Linked DNA regions of Oryctolagus cuniculus: region 1 is linked to region 2. A link is a contact called in public Hi-C data. All regions are on one chromosome and are shown on one strand. Each heading gives the region's core, a stretch centred on a gene start, on an enhancer-like site or on the middle of the called end of the contact. The rest is flanking DNA. Distances are from core to core; before and after follow the strand shown.

Evidence for each region. A called contact is a pair of places that touch in the nucleus more often than the background predicts.
Region 1: a Hi-C map of an unstated tissue shows a contact between it and region 2, with 2.3 times the contacts expected there. The contact joins two enhancer-like sites. A contact is called at or near these places in 2 of 6 Hi-C or Micro-C datasets (ear pinna and an unstated tissue).

What each region holds. Positions count from the first base shown.
Region 1 is chr2:163,307,998-163,314,453 of mOryCun1.1, forward strand. The region is part of intron 5 of LOC103347699 (a long non-coding RNA gene); the gene reads right to left. Among named protein-coding and RNA genes, the nearest start is that of MAP4K3, 100 kb to the right of the region's middle. Within about 2 kb of position 3,479, at least 3 of the 8 cell types and tissues checked have an H3K27ac peak or open chromatin away from gene starts, as enhancers often do.
Region 2 is chr2:163,058,735-163,064,929 of mOryCun1.1, forward strand. THUMPD2 (THUMP domain containing 2) reads left to right here. Exons shown (of 11, transcript XM_008254483.4): 11 at 574-1,419. The coding sequence ends at 898. Among named protein-coding and RNA genes, the nearest start is that of THUMPD2, 40 kb to the left of the region's middle. Within about 2 kb of position 4,832, at least 2 of the 8 cell types and tissues checked have an H3K27ac peak or open chromatin away from gene starts, as enhancers often do.

The DNA.
Region 1 (6,456 bases), core at 2,229-4,728, 250 kb after region 2:
AGCTAAAAGGCTGAGATTCAGAGACATGCAGAGCATAAAGGCAAAATTCCTTCCTATTCAAGAAAGGTCAGGACTTCAGCTGTTGAGGTGAGGCCCACCCCCGTTAAGGAAAGGAATATGATTCAAAGCTCGCTGATTTATTTATTTTTTTTTACAATCTTCTTTTTAAACTTTTATCTAATAAATATAAATTTCCAAAGTACAGCTTATGGATTACAATGGTTTTCCCCCCACCCATAACTTCCCTCCCACCCGCAACCCTCCCATCTCTCACTCCCTCTCCCATTCCATTCACATCAAGATTCATTTTCGATTATCTTTATATACAGAAGATCAATTTAGTATATATTAAGTAAAAGCTCACTGATTTAAATGTTAATTTTATTTAAAAAAAACTTCACAGAAACATTGAGAACAATATTTGACCAAATATATGGGCACTAGGTGACAGACAAGTTGACGTATAAAACTAACCAACACGTGGTTTATGACAGATTAGAAATTTATAAAACAAAGGATAAAGACCCCTCACAGGAGATAGTCTGAGAAACATTGTATAAGATAATTTTTAATAGTCCACCAAATAGTTGCCTTACTAAAAAAACACTCAGATTAAAAATGTTCATGTGATGAGGTAACAAGGAAAAATATCAGGAGCAATGTTCTGGCTAGTATGGGATGATGAGGACCTAATCATATTTTTTTTTTCTCCTGACAAATAGGTCAGGGTCATTGAAACCCACCATTAGGCACTGGACATAATTTGCAATGTTCTAATCTACAGTTTTCAAACTGTCACAATTCACAGCATCTTTGTGCCTCTGTAAGTTTTCCACAGAGCACCTAAGCCTAAAGAAATAATAGAAATTCCGTTTATCTAGTAGTTAAGGCCCAACAAATAAGCTGCTTGTTTGGGGGAAAAAAACACGTAAGTGGAAAGAAAAAAAAGCTTTTATTTCATTGTTCAATAATCACAGTCACTTATAAAAGTGTATATGCCAATTGAATACCAAACATCTCTTCAAATCTTGGAACCCATTCAGACACCAGCACCTTGACCTCTTATTTCACTCTGATTTTCTCTTGGTACTTGCACTGTTTAACAACAACTGCAAAAACTCAGCTTCCCCGGGTCACACAGCAGACTCATAGAATGGCAGATGTCGTAAACAGCACTCTGGCCTCAGAAGCAGCCCTTAAGGCATTGAGATCTGACTGAAGATCCCATGAGAGTATTTTAGGCATGGAAAACCAAGACACTCTGGCAAAAAAAAAATTTATATATATATATATATATATATATATATATATATGAAAGATCTCTGCGAGTGAGATCCCAGTGAAAAGAACGGGCCATCAAAGAAGGAGGTACGTTTCTCTGAAGGGAGGAGAGAACTTCCACTTGGACTATGACCTTGTTTAGAGTCAGCGAATTCAAAAGGCTTCCATAGCCTTGGCAACTCATGACAAGAGCTAGGGTGATTACTGATGCCATAAACAAGAGTGTCAATTTGTTAAGTCAACAACAGGAGTCACTGTGCACTTACTCCTCATATAGGATCTCTGTCCTTAATGTGTTGTACAATGTGAATTAGTGCTATAACTACTACTCAAACGGTACTTTACACTTTGTGTTTCTGTGTGGGTGCAAACTGTTGAAATCTTTACTTAATATATACTAAATTGATCTTCTGTATATAAAGATGATTGAAAATGAATCTTGATGTGAATGGAATGGGAGAGGGAGCGGGAGAAGGAAGGGTTGCAGGTGGGAGGGAAGTTATGGGGGGGGCACTGTAATCCATAAGCTGTATTTGGAAATTTATATTTGTTAAATAAAAGTTAAAAAAAAAAAAACTCAGCTTCCCAAAGATAAACCACCTTTGAAACAAATTTAGCACAATCTAATGTTGAAACTGTGAACCACCCTGAGCTAGTAGTTTACTCCGTATCCAACAGAGACCAAGTGTCACTGTGTTTCCTGGGACCTTTAAAATGTGCATAGCACCCCCAAGAGTTTGTTGTGGTGTCCTGGTCTCCTTGCACATAGTATGGGAACCCTGGCTCTATTATTTTCCATTTTTACTTCAGTTCTGTCATTTGCAAAACACAAGCATCTACTTTAAGTGTCTAATAACTACATCAGTGAAACCTGAGGTTAAACAGAATACAGCATTTACTGTCATGTTTTGACTCTGTCCTTCCACTGCTAGAGCTCAAAACACTGTAAAGTCCCTTCGTGTTCTGCTTCTTCCTCTGCGGTGAACACAGTAGAAAACTAGGTGTCCCCCAATGGCCATGCTTTTCAGATACATGCCTAAGAGAGCATAACAAAATCTTCTGCTCTGTTATATATTTAGGTAAGAATACAATTCCTAACTGTATTATTTTTAAATGAATATGAAGATTGAGGCTGAAGGCAATATAAAAATTAGGTATAATTTGGTACTTTTCTCACTAATTGATAACTATTTCAATCACATCTTAATCAAATTCTGATTTTTCTAAACAATTATATTTATTTCACTCACTCTAAATTCCTGTAATTGTAGTCATAATTCCTTTGGATTGTATAAGTGACTCTGACACCAGTTTGGCTGGTATGAATAGTTGGAGAGATGACTGCCTTCTGTTCCTGTTTCTAGATTTTTCCTGGTTCATTCTTCCTAGGCAGTAGAAAGAAGGAGGGGGGCAGGAGAGCGAGCTCTTCTGTCTCCTGTAAGATTGATTATTCCTCACAAGAAACGCTGTGGCTTCATGCGCTCGAGGACAGGTATTGGACGTCTGATTGCAGCAGGGCAGTGCCCTCCCCACTGGTCCCCTTTCCAACCAGGCTGATGATGAACCTCTCTCCTCTGGCTCGCTGGGGCTTTGCTAGAAATCTGATGTCAACAAATACACTAGATTTTTGTGCTTTAATCTGTTTAGCATTTTGAAAGTGTTGCAAGAGTTAGGTACATTATTCATTCAACAATAGCTATGTTCCAATTACCTGCAGGGGATTAGCTGGATACCTGTTTGGAGAAGGTATCCCAGAAAGCACCTCACTGTATTTAGACTCCACTGGCACACAGCCCTCAGCGGGGAAGGCTGATATGATAGATGGTGTTCAGTAAAAATTAAAAGCCCAGGAAAAGGCAAGTCCCTAGGCCAGAACAAAGCAGTCGAGTGATGGTTCCTTCTGGGAATAGGGGTGGAGGTCTTCTCTTTATCTGTTCCTGGGGATACAAGTGAAGTTTTTGTGCTTCTTTGCTTTTGTTGAGCTAATTTCAGGAGTGGTAAATTAAGGGTCTCTCCAACTGAGAGCTGACAGGGGACGACAAAACAAAAGAAGCCGAACCAGATTCCTAAATGTTCCTTGCATTGCAAAACAGGAGGGAATTTTCACAAGCAATGAGAGACCAGCCCACCCCCACACCTCCCCTAGACAAGGTTTCTGCCTTCCTGACTCATCGGGTTTCTTTCCGAAAGCCTGGTGAGAGGGATTATGAAGCAGGCAAAGGAGCCAGCCTTTTCTGGCAACACTGGGCATTTTGATTTCAGATGCTGCAAAACTTCGAGAACAGATCGGCATGATAGTGTTCTAGGCTGGCGTCCAGCAGCAGCTCTGCTACAGATGAGGCAGATCAGATGGCTGATGCTGTCAGCAGGAGAGCCGAGGACTTTCCTGGGGCTATACCTCTCCGGAAGTTTGAGGATGCTGGGACAGGTTTGCCAACTGAAACGTGCAAATGTCACCAGCCGGGAGTGGCAGATGCCAAGAGGCGTCTGAAAACAGAGCTCCATCTGGCCATGGGTTAGGCTTCCTGGGACTCTGATTAGAGGAGTTTGAAACAAAGTGGCGGAAGCACTGGCTTAGTTTTTCACATATTGTTATAGTCTCTGGGTCATTTCCTGCCTTTGGAATTTATTTCCTTTCCAGGTTCAGCAAAACTGGGTGAATGACAAGAAAGAGGTTGGGGTGTGTCTCTGCTTCCGGCAGGTGGAGGGGTAGCTCTGTGGCTGTGGACTTCGGTCTTGGCAGTGTTGCCTATTCCCACACCCCTGTTTGCTTAAACTGAGCCCGGTTAGGGGGCAGCCTCAGAAATGGAACAATAAATTAGGGAAGGGAGCCATCTCCAGTTGAGTCGGATGAATCCTCTTATTCCCAGAAAACAGAAAGGCAAAGAATTGATTGGGAGGAACAAGAACGATGGTTTATCAAGGGAGGCTCTTTCCCACCAGCACCCCCTTCAGGGAGGCAGGCCACCTTGCAGGCAGGAGGCTAAGGGCAGCTCTGGACCTACATGGCCTTGCGGCCCCCATCTCCAGGAATGGGCCAGCAGGCCCGTCAGCTACACAGAACTGTGACATATACTATGCAGCAATGGCCTGCTTGGTCATATTTTGCTGGTATTTATTTCCCACTTTGTTCCAACAGGGATTTTAAATAGCAATAACTGGCTACCTAGGAGCATTTTTAGGTTTATTTTGGGCCTTTTGAAGCTGACACAAATCCTCATTGTGAGATCTTTCTGCAGCCCCTAGCATGCCCTGCATGCTCACTACAGTTCTGCAGTGCAGAGACCCTCAGAAGCCAAGGAGGACCCTCTTTCCCTGAGAGCTGCAGGAGCCAATTAAAATCAAATGCTGAGGGGCCGTTGTTGTGGCACAAAGAGTTAAGCTGATGCTTGCAATGCTGCACCACATATCAGAGTGCCAGTTCAAGTCCCAGCTGCACCACTTCTGACCCAGCTCCCTGCTAATGGTCTGGAAAAAGCAACTGAAGATGGCCCAAGTTCTTTGGCTCTGCCACCCATATTGGAGAATTAGAAGAAGTTCCTGATTTGGGCCCGGCCCAGCCCTGGCCATTCTGGCTATTTCAAGAGTGAACCAGCAGATGTAAGATCTTTCTGTCTCTCTCCTTTCTCTCTATAGCTCTACCTTTCAAATAAAAAAATAAATCTTACACACACACACACACACACACACACACACATAAATGCTATGCTTGCTGCCCCATCAGTTCTCTGCAGTTTTCTCTCTAGATTGTGATCTATCATTATAAGAGCCTCCTGAAAAGCCAGCTCAAACAGCCCTTGTCGTGTCGGGAAGAACGTTGTGGGGCCTATTCATATTGCCTGAGTCTTTCTCTCAAGTCCAGGATGTCAGAGTTCATAGAGTAAGGGGCAACTTTTGGCCCAGCCCTCAGTGTAAACATAACTAACACAGCAGCAACTGTACCAGCCAAGACACAGGAAGTCACAATTGATGACTAGCCTTTCTCCTGGTATCCCCTGGCTCCCAAAAGGAAGGACGAAAGCTTCCTCTCATCAGTTTCAACGGACTCTGCCCAAGGCTGTAGATCCACCACCACTGGAGGCTGGCAGAGAGGGGCAGCTGCCTTGGATTAGCACTGTGGCTCAGGAATCACTCTAGCTGATCTTTCCCAAACACACTATCTCTCTTTTTTAAGTTTTATTTATTTATTTGAATTACACAAATAGAGAAGGAGAGGTCTTCTTAATTGGCCACAACAGCTGGAGCTTCGCCGATTCGAAGCCAGGAGCTTCCTCTGGGTCTTCCCATGCAGGTGCAGGGGCCCAAGGACTTGAGCCATCTATCACTGCTTTCCCAGGCCATAAGAGAGAGCTGGATTGGAAGTGGAGCAGCCAGGATGCAAACCGGCGCCCATATGGGATGCTGACACTGTAGGCAGCAGCTTTATCTGCTATGCCACAGTGCTGGCCCTCCCACACTAACTCATCAGATGCTTCCAGAAAAGGGCATCCTGTGACCTTCACAGCCCTGGTTCCTGGAAACATTTAGAATGTTCTAGCAAAAGATTGTGATTAGTTAAACTAAAGGTGGCTCTAGAAATAGTAGGGTCAGGAACACCTGTAGAGGATAATTTTCAAGGTCTATGCATGAGCCCCTTCCTTCCCTCACAAAAGGGCAGTCTGGTAGATTAAACCATTCCATTCCATGTCCAAGTGTAACCCGGGACTGTAAATTTGAAAATCATTGCTTTGAAATGTTAGAGTCTGGCAGGGGCCAGGAATTTGTATTTTTTATCAAGTCCACCTGCAGATGCTGGTACAGGTGGTCTATGTCACATATACTGAGGAAAACTGCTGTAAGGAATGAAGTCACTGTTATATCAGCATGGTTGAACTGGTAATACAGCTCAGCACTGCACCTGGAACCAAGGCCAGGCTTTGGCACTCTGTGGGACCTTGGGCAAGAGTCCCTGAGACTGAAGGCCACTCCAGTGGCTAGCCAGACTCTAAATTATGGCCCAAAGACCTACGAAGTAAGGAGGGCTAGGCCACCAGGACTCTCCAGGCATGCCCTGCACATACCCCAAAATCCTTCAGTGCAGAAAACTCTCAGGGTTAAGGGAGATCCTCTGAACCACAGCAGCAGGAACACCTTTCTTTGCCTTCAGCCATCTCCAGTTAGGAGACAGAGAAAAGG
Region 2 (6,195 bases), core at 3,582-6,081:
CCTTGCTCGCCCCTCTCCCACCACTCAGCAGGCTCTTCAGCATCTCGTAGGATTGCATGTCCGCAGGACCCAGGGGAAGGTGTCTCCATCGCTGTGTCCACAGCACCGCTAGACAGAGCTTGGCTGAACGAGGGCCCGTGAGCTCTCAGCTGACATTCCAGGGTCGGCCCTTCTTTTCCTGCTCTTCCCTTTGCTGTGCCCTCGTTCATGCCCCAACTCTCTCCCCGTGACTTCCTTTGGCATCAGCCTGCTGCCTTGAATATATGCTTAGGAGTCTGTCATAAGCCTTTTTCTTTGTACAGTCATTGACTAGAATGTGACTGCAAATTACTTTGATGCCTCCCTTTTAAGTAGAATAAAAATAGATAATTAAGGCATATTTGTACTAGGGATTCATAATTACTATAATGAATGTGCATTATGGAAGAGACTACCTAATTACCAAAACCCCTTGTATTTAAATAGAGAAAATTAGATTTCAAGTTAACAATACCAAATATTTTAAGGAAAGTGGAGTTGTTTGTTGTCCAGAAAGAAAGAGGAACTCATACCCATTATCATCTCTCCTCGCAGGGTGCTCCATGCCGGAGGAACCATTGTACTGTTGCTTAGTGAGAATCACTACCGGTGCCTTAATGACCGTGAAGAGAGCAGCCTGCCTGTGAATTCCAAGGGCAGCCACACAGATGAACCTGGACCTGAAAAGTGCTCGAACCCTGAAGAAAGCATCGACGCACCAGAGACAGCTTCGTCTTCACAGGGAGCCAGTAACCAGGAGTACTTCCGGAAAATGTCACCGTTTGGCTCTTTGGTCCCCGAGGAATGCTACAAAGTTAGCCTTGGGAAAACAGAGGCGTTCATGTGTAAATACAGGAAGGCGCACTCTTCGGGACCGTAGCAGGCTGCTGCCACCAGCCAGCTCCGGCTCTTTATCCAGAGTCCTAAGCGAACAAATTCCCCAAAGACTTGGCTGATTGACACGTTTTTAGTAAGAGTCTCTGTGCTCTCCTCTGAACTGCATAATGTTTTTGACAAAAAAAAAAAAAAAAAAGTGAATATTTAGGTTTTATATCTGTCAGAAAGCCCTGCTCAGCCTTGAATTGTCTCTGAGCAGACGTTTCAGCTTCAGGGCTTGACACGAGTGTGTCACGGTCAACTCGAGCTCAGTGATACGTTAACTTTCAGGTTTCTAGAAATGGAGAAACCTTTACATGCAACTTCTTTGGATATTAAACTTGATTATATAATTTTCTCCTCTATTGGAATGAAGATAACTGGTGTTTGCAGTACATTTTTATATGTCATATCATGTAAAACATCAGTAGGAAGAATTTGAATTAAACGAGTATCCTCCAACCTGATGGAAAATGAAATTTGCTTCTTTCCTAAAAGCATGAATAAATTGTCACCTCACCCATATTTGTAGAAGTTCGATGTGTTTCTTAAGTTCCACTGCCTTGTATAAAAGAAGCAGGATGTTGATGGAGACCTGGGTTGCGAGTTCACATTTTTCACTGGCCTGATAGAGTGTCTCAGCTTCGGCCTTTCAGAGGTACACCCTCCCCTGTGAATCTCAAGTCTCCGTAGTAGCAGCCTGAGAGCTCGCTGTCCAGGCAGGCTGTGGTGTGTAGCCCGGGCCCCGGTGTCAGCGTGCACTCACACGTGCCGGCTGTGGCACTGGTGCCCAGTGGCAGCAGCAAGGCAGCATCTCCTGAACACTCAGCCTGAGCTTTCAGCAGTGCTGCCTGTGTGCTAAGCTTGTCGTCTCTGGCCTTCTCATCAAATGATGAGAGCTACTTACTCATCCTGAACACATTCCTGTTTTGCTATTCAGGGTGGCTAAGTAGCAGCCAGAACTCTTGTATGAAGATTAATACTCTTAGGGGTTTCAAGCAACAAGCTCCCCCCTTCCCCAAATGTGAAGCCCTTTATTGCTTACGTGGTCTAGTTGGGTTAAAGGCAGTGAGGAGGGGCCGGTGCTGTGGCATAGTAGGCTAAGCCTCCGCCTGTAGCGCCAGCATCCAACATGGGTGCCAGTTCATGTCCTGGCTGCCCTCTTCTGATCCAGCTCTCTGCCGATGGCCTAGGAAAGCAGTGGAAGATGGCATAAGTGCCTGGGCCCCTGCATCCACATGGGAGACCTCAAGGAAGCTCCTGGCTCCTGGCTTCAGATCGGCTCAGCTCCGGCCATTGGCAGCCGTTTGGGGAGTGAACCAGCAGATGGAAGACCTTTCTGTCTCTCCCTCTCTCTCTCTAACTCTGCCTCTCAAATACATAAATAAATAAAATCTTACAAATAAAAAGGCAGTGAGGATAAAGTTTGTATTTTACAAAGTTTAGGGCACATGATGATGAAACAATTGGTCATTCCAATCTTCTGTCCCCCAGGGAGCACTCAGCAGTACCTGCACACATTTTTGTTTACTACAACTCGTGCGGAGAAGAGCGGTGACTGGCATCTGGCAAATACAGGCCAGGGATGCGGCCAGAGGCACAGGACAGCCCCTGGCAACAGAGAACCACCTGCTTCAAAATGTCAGCTGTGTCCAAGCTGAGAAACCGGCTCAAGGCCTCGGAGGAGGTGCTAGGGATTTCTCAGGACTACGTCAAGAGAACTACTTCTGGTAGCTGTAGGGCTGAAGTGCCTGCAAAGCAAACACAAGAATCTGATCCTGTTGAAGGCTGGATTGTATGTATCACTTGAGCTCAGTTTAGTTGGGTCTCCTAGGTGGAAATTAGGGTTCTGTTAGGAAACGGGGGAGGGGGTGGGCAGGGGGAAGGAGGAGCCTGAGCATTGGAATGGAGACGCAGGAAAGGATTTGGGTGGATTTGGGTGGCTCACGCACTTCAAACCCCGCTCAGCCTTTACGGAAGGGGCTGCGCTTGAAGATCCTAAGGGTAAGCCCTGTTCCCTCACAGGGAGAAAGTTTTCTTCATGCTGTCTTGCCTCACTGCTTCTTGGGATTGAAACTAAAGGCGGTGCTCGGCAAGTCTTAAGGCCCTGGGGGGGAAGAATTCCAAACATTGACAACTGATCAAGTAGAATCTTAGTGAATATGAGAGGAATGATTACATCAGACCAGAAAAAAACAGCTATGATTTTAAATCAAATTGAATTTGTTAATACAGGTACGTTCATTGGTTCTAGAATGAGCAGCTAGGATGCCTTCTCAGGCAAGAGGAAATGGTAGTAATGGTGGGCGGCAGGTGGAGTCTGGCTGTTTCCTAAGTCGGACCCACAGTTGTGGTGTGACAGATGAAGGAGACAGGAATGATTGCTGGATTTTTGACCAAGCACCTGGTGACAGGGGAAAGGCTGCAGGGGACTGAGGGGGCAGGTTTGGGAAAGATAGCAGAAGTTGAGATTTGGACTTGCTAGTCTAGACAGCCTAATACAGACTTGTCTAATCGAGACAGACCAAAATAGCAAGATTTGCTTGCTAGACAGTTTTAGACTTGCTAATTTTGAAATGTGCATTAAGCATAAAGTGGAGATGTCAAGTATGCAATTGAATCTGTGAGTCTACAGTTTGAGAAAAAGGTCGGCTCTGGAGATTTGTCTTCGGGATTGTCAGTATTCAGGGGGCAGGTATTCATGCAGGATGAGACCACCTAAGGAGTGAATGTGGAGTAAAGAAGACGACAAGGGCTGAGGCCTTGATTCCAACAACACTGAGAAATGGGGAGAAGAGGGAATTCACAAAAGACACAGAGCTGGAGCAACCAGTGAGATAGGAAGAAAGCCAACAGTGTGGCTGCCTGGGAGGCCTGTGAACATAGGGGATGGAGAGGAGAGCGGTGAGCCCTATAAATGTAGCTAAGCCTCGACGGAAGACAAGGACTGGAAACTGACCACTGGATTTAGCAGTGAGGCAGCCATAGTAGCCTTGTTAATGGGACTTTAGGCGGAGTGAAGAGGGAGCAAATCCAGATCGCAGGGATCTTATACAAGAAAATAGGAAAACAGCTGGTGGTCGTGGGCATGGGTAACACTTTCAGCAAGACCGTGCAGAAGGGGAGCAGAGAAATGGAAGTAGTAAGTTGTTAGTGTTGTGGAATCAAGAGAATTTGTTTTCTTATTGGAGGGAATCTTCCAGAAGGGATGAAACATTGAAGAAGTGGAGAAAAAAAGGATAAATGTGGGAACAATGTCCTTGGGTAAGAGTGGAATGCAGTCCACAAGTGGAGGAATTGGCTGTAGTGAGAGCATAAAGAATTTATCCACGATTAGTGATAGGGAGGAGGCATCTAGGCATTTATGCAATAATATAATTATATTCCTAAAATATTTTTCATTCTCATTTCATGCACTGAAAATAACAAAATTTATGAAAAAGTAGGGTCGGGACAGACCATTCCAGACCTATGCAGCTTTGCAACCTGAGCACTAAGAGAAACATCAATCTTAATTTTTTAAAAAAATGAGCACAGTTAAGAAGGCTATGTTATATTCCTGGTCATAGTCATCTACAACAGTAAACAGAGGACTTTGCCTTTCTAAGGACAGGACATCAGCGTTGCGACAGAACTGGGCACAAGAGGGTGGAAGAGGCTGAGTTTTGCAATAAGCACTTGCAAGGCAGAAGCTGTGGGCAAGCAGAGCCGAGAGGAGCATGCAGGGCTGGACATCAGGTCAAGTACGTCGTTCTGCAGCTCGCACATTCAGCTCCTTCCACGGGCGCCCTTTGCATTCGGCTGTGACACAAAACATTAACATGCTGAGGAGGAAAAGTCACTCAGGAACCAACCCAATTTCCATATGATAGAGACATCATCCCTCTCCTTGAGTTACTGCCCATGACGGAAAGCTGCCTTGTAGAACAGACTGGGAGTGGGAGCAGGTGCTGGAAGGTAGGCGGTGTGGTGGTGGTAGACTGTGGAAGTTCTCTCCTTACCGCTCCAATTTTCTCAGTGAAAAACCTACGCGCTGGTTTACCCAGTTCCTGAGTCTATAGTTGGAGTAGCTACCCCCAGGAACTGCAGAGTCCCCGCGTGGCTTTCTGACCCATGCAGGAAGCGTGTCGAATATTGGAAGGAACAAGGTCATATTCCATAGGCTCTCTCTTCCCCCTGAAGTACTCTATCTTTGCAGGAGCTGCAGATGTTAGTCCCACCAATCAAATTGGCACAGATGTTTGAGGGAACTCCGGCATCTGAAGCAGCAGCCAGTGTCACCCTCGGATTTGCTTCTGTAATCATTGTTAATGGAGGTCCGAAGAAGGGAGAGGTCTGCAGCCGGTCCAGCGCCCACGACAAGGTGCCCTGCATCAATGCCCTTATGACCCAGGGGATCTAAGGGTGCCCGGGGTGTCTGTGGCAAACCTGGATGCTGCGTGGAGCCTGCAGCCAGTCTCCACCGGGGAAGCACAGCTGCAACCTCTTAGCTTCTGGAGCAACGCCACGCTCTCTTGGCAAGAAATTATTTTCTTTTTGGAAAATAACTTCTGGCTTGCTACAGAGGCCCTGGCTACAGGACATTAGGTGATCATGTGATCTAACCACTGGGAGTGATCTGATCCATGACACCAAGGGTTCCACGGCCTGGCCCAGCAGCATGCCCCCGTCAGGGGGAAGCTGTATCTGCAAGCATTGAGCTGACCATCCCTGAGCTGCAGGTGCACTCAGTGCCTGAGCCTTGCAATGAGCCCCAGGCTCTCCCCCCTCCGCCCAACCACTCTGGTCTCACTGCGAGTTCCAGTGAGCAGGTCACCAAGGAGGAAGATGGCCACATCTGGCTGACAGATGACTGCAGGTTTCGCTGGCACGTGCTGAGGTTTAACTGCACTGGCATTGCAGCCGCACTCCGGGCGAGGACAGTGGGGAAAGGGATGCCTCCCAGGCGGTGGAACTTGGAGTAATCCGCACTGTACCTCTGCCTAGAGGGGAGGTGGCCATGGTGCTGTCTGTCTGGATGGGTGGTCAGGGACAGGAAAGAAGTTCTGGAGAAGAGGAGAGAGGCCTCTCAGAACAGGCCCAAACATACGGGATACTTGTGTCCCACTGGAGTGGTCCCTAGAGGCCCCACTGTGGAGCAGCTCTAGGTATGTGGGTGCCCGGGAGAGGCCAGTCTGCTTCCCAGCCACCCTCACGGTCAAGGCTGCCATGGCACTGCCACGGCTGATTCTTTTGCAGCAACGGTGACCAACGCTGAGATTCGCTATGACACTGCAGACAGGATGCAGGATTGCCCTGAGA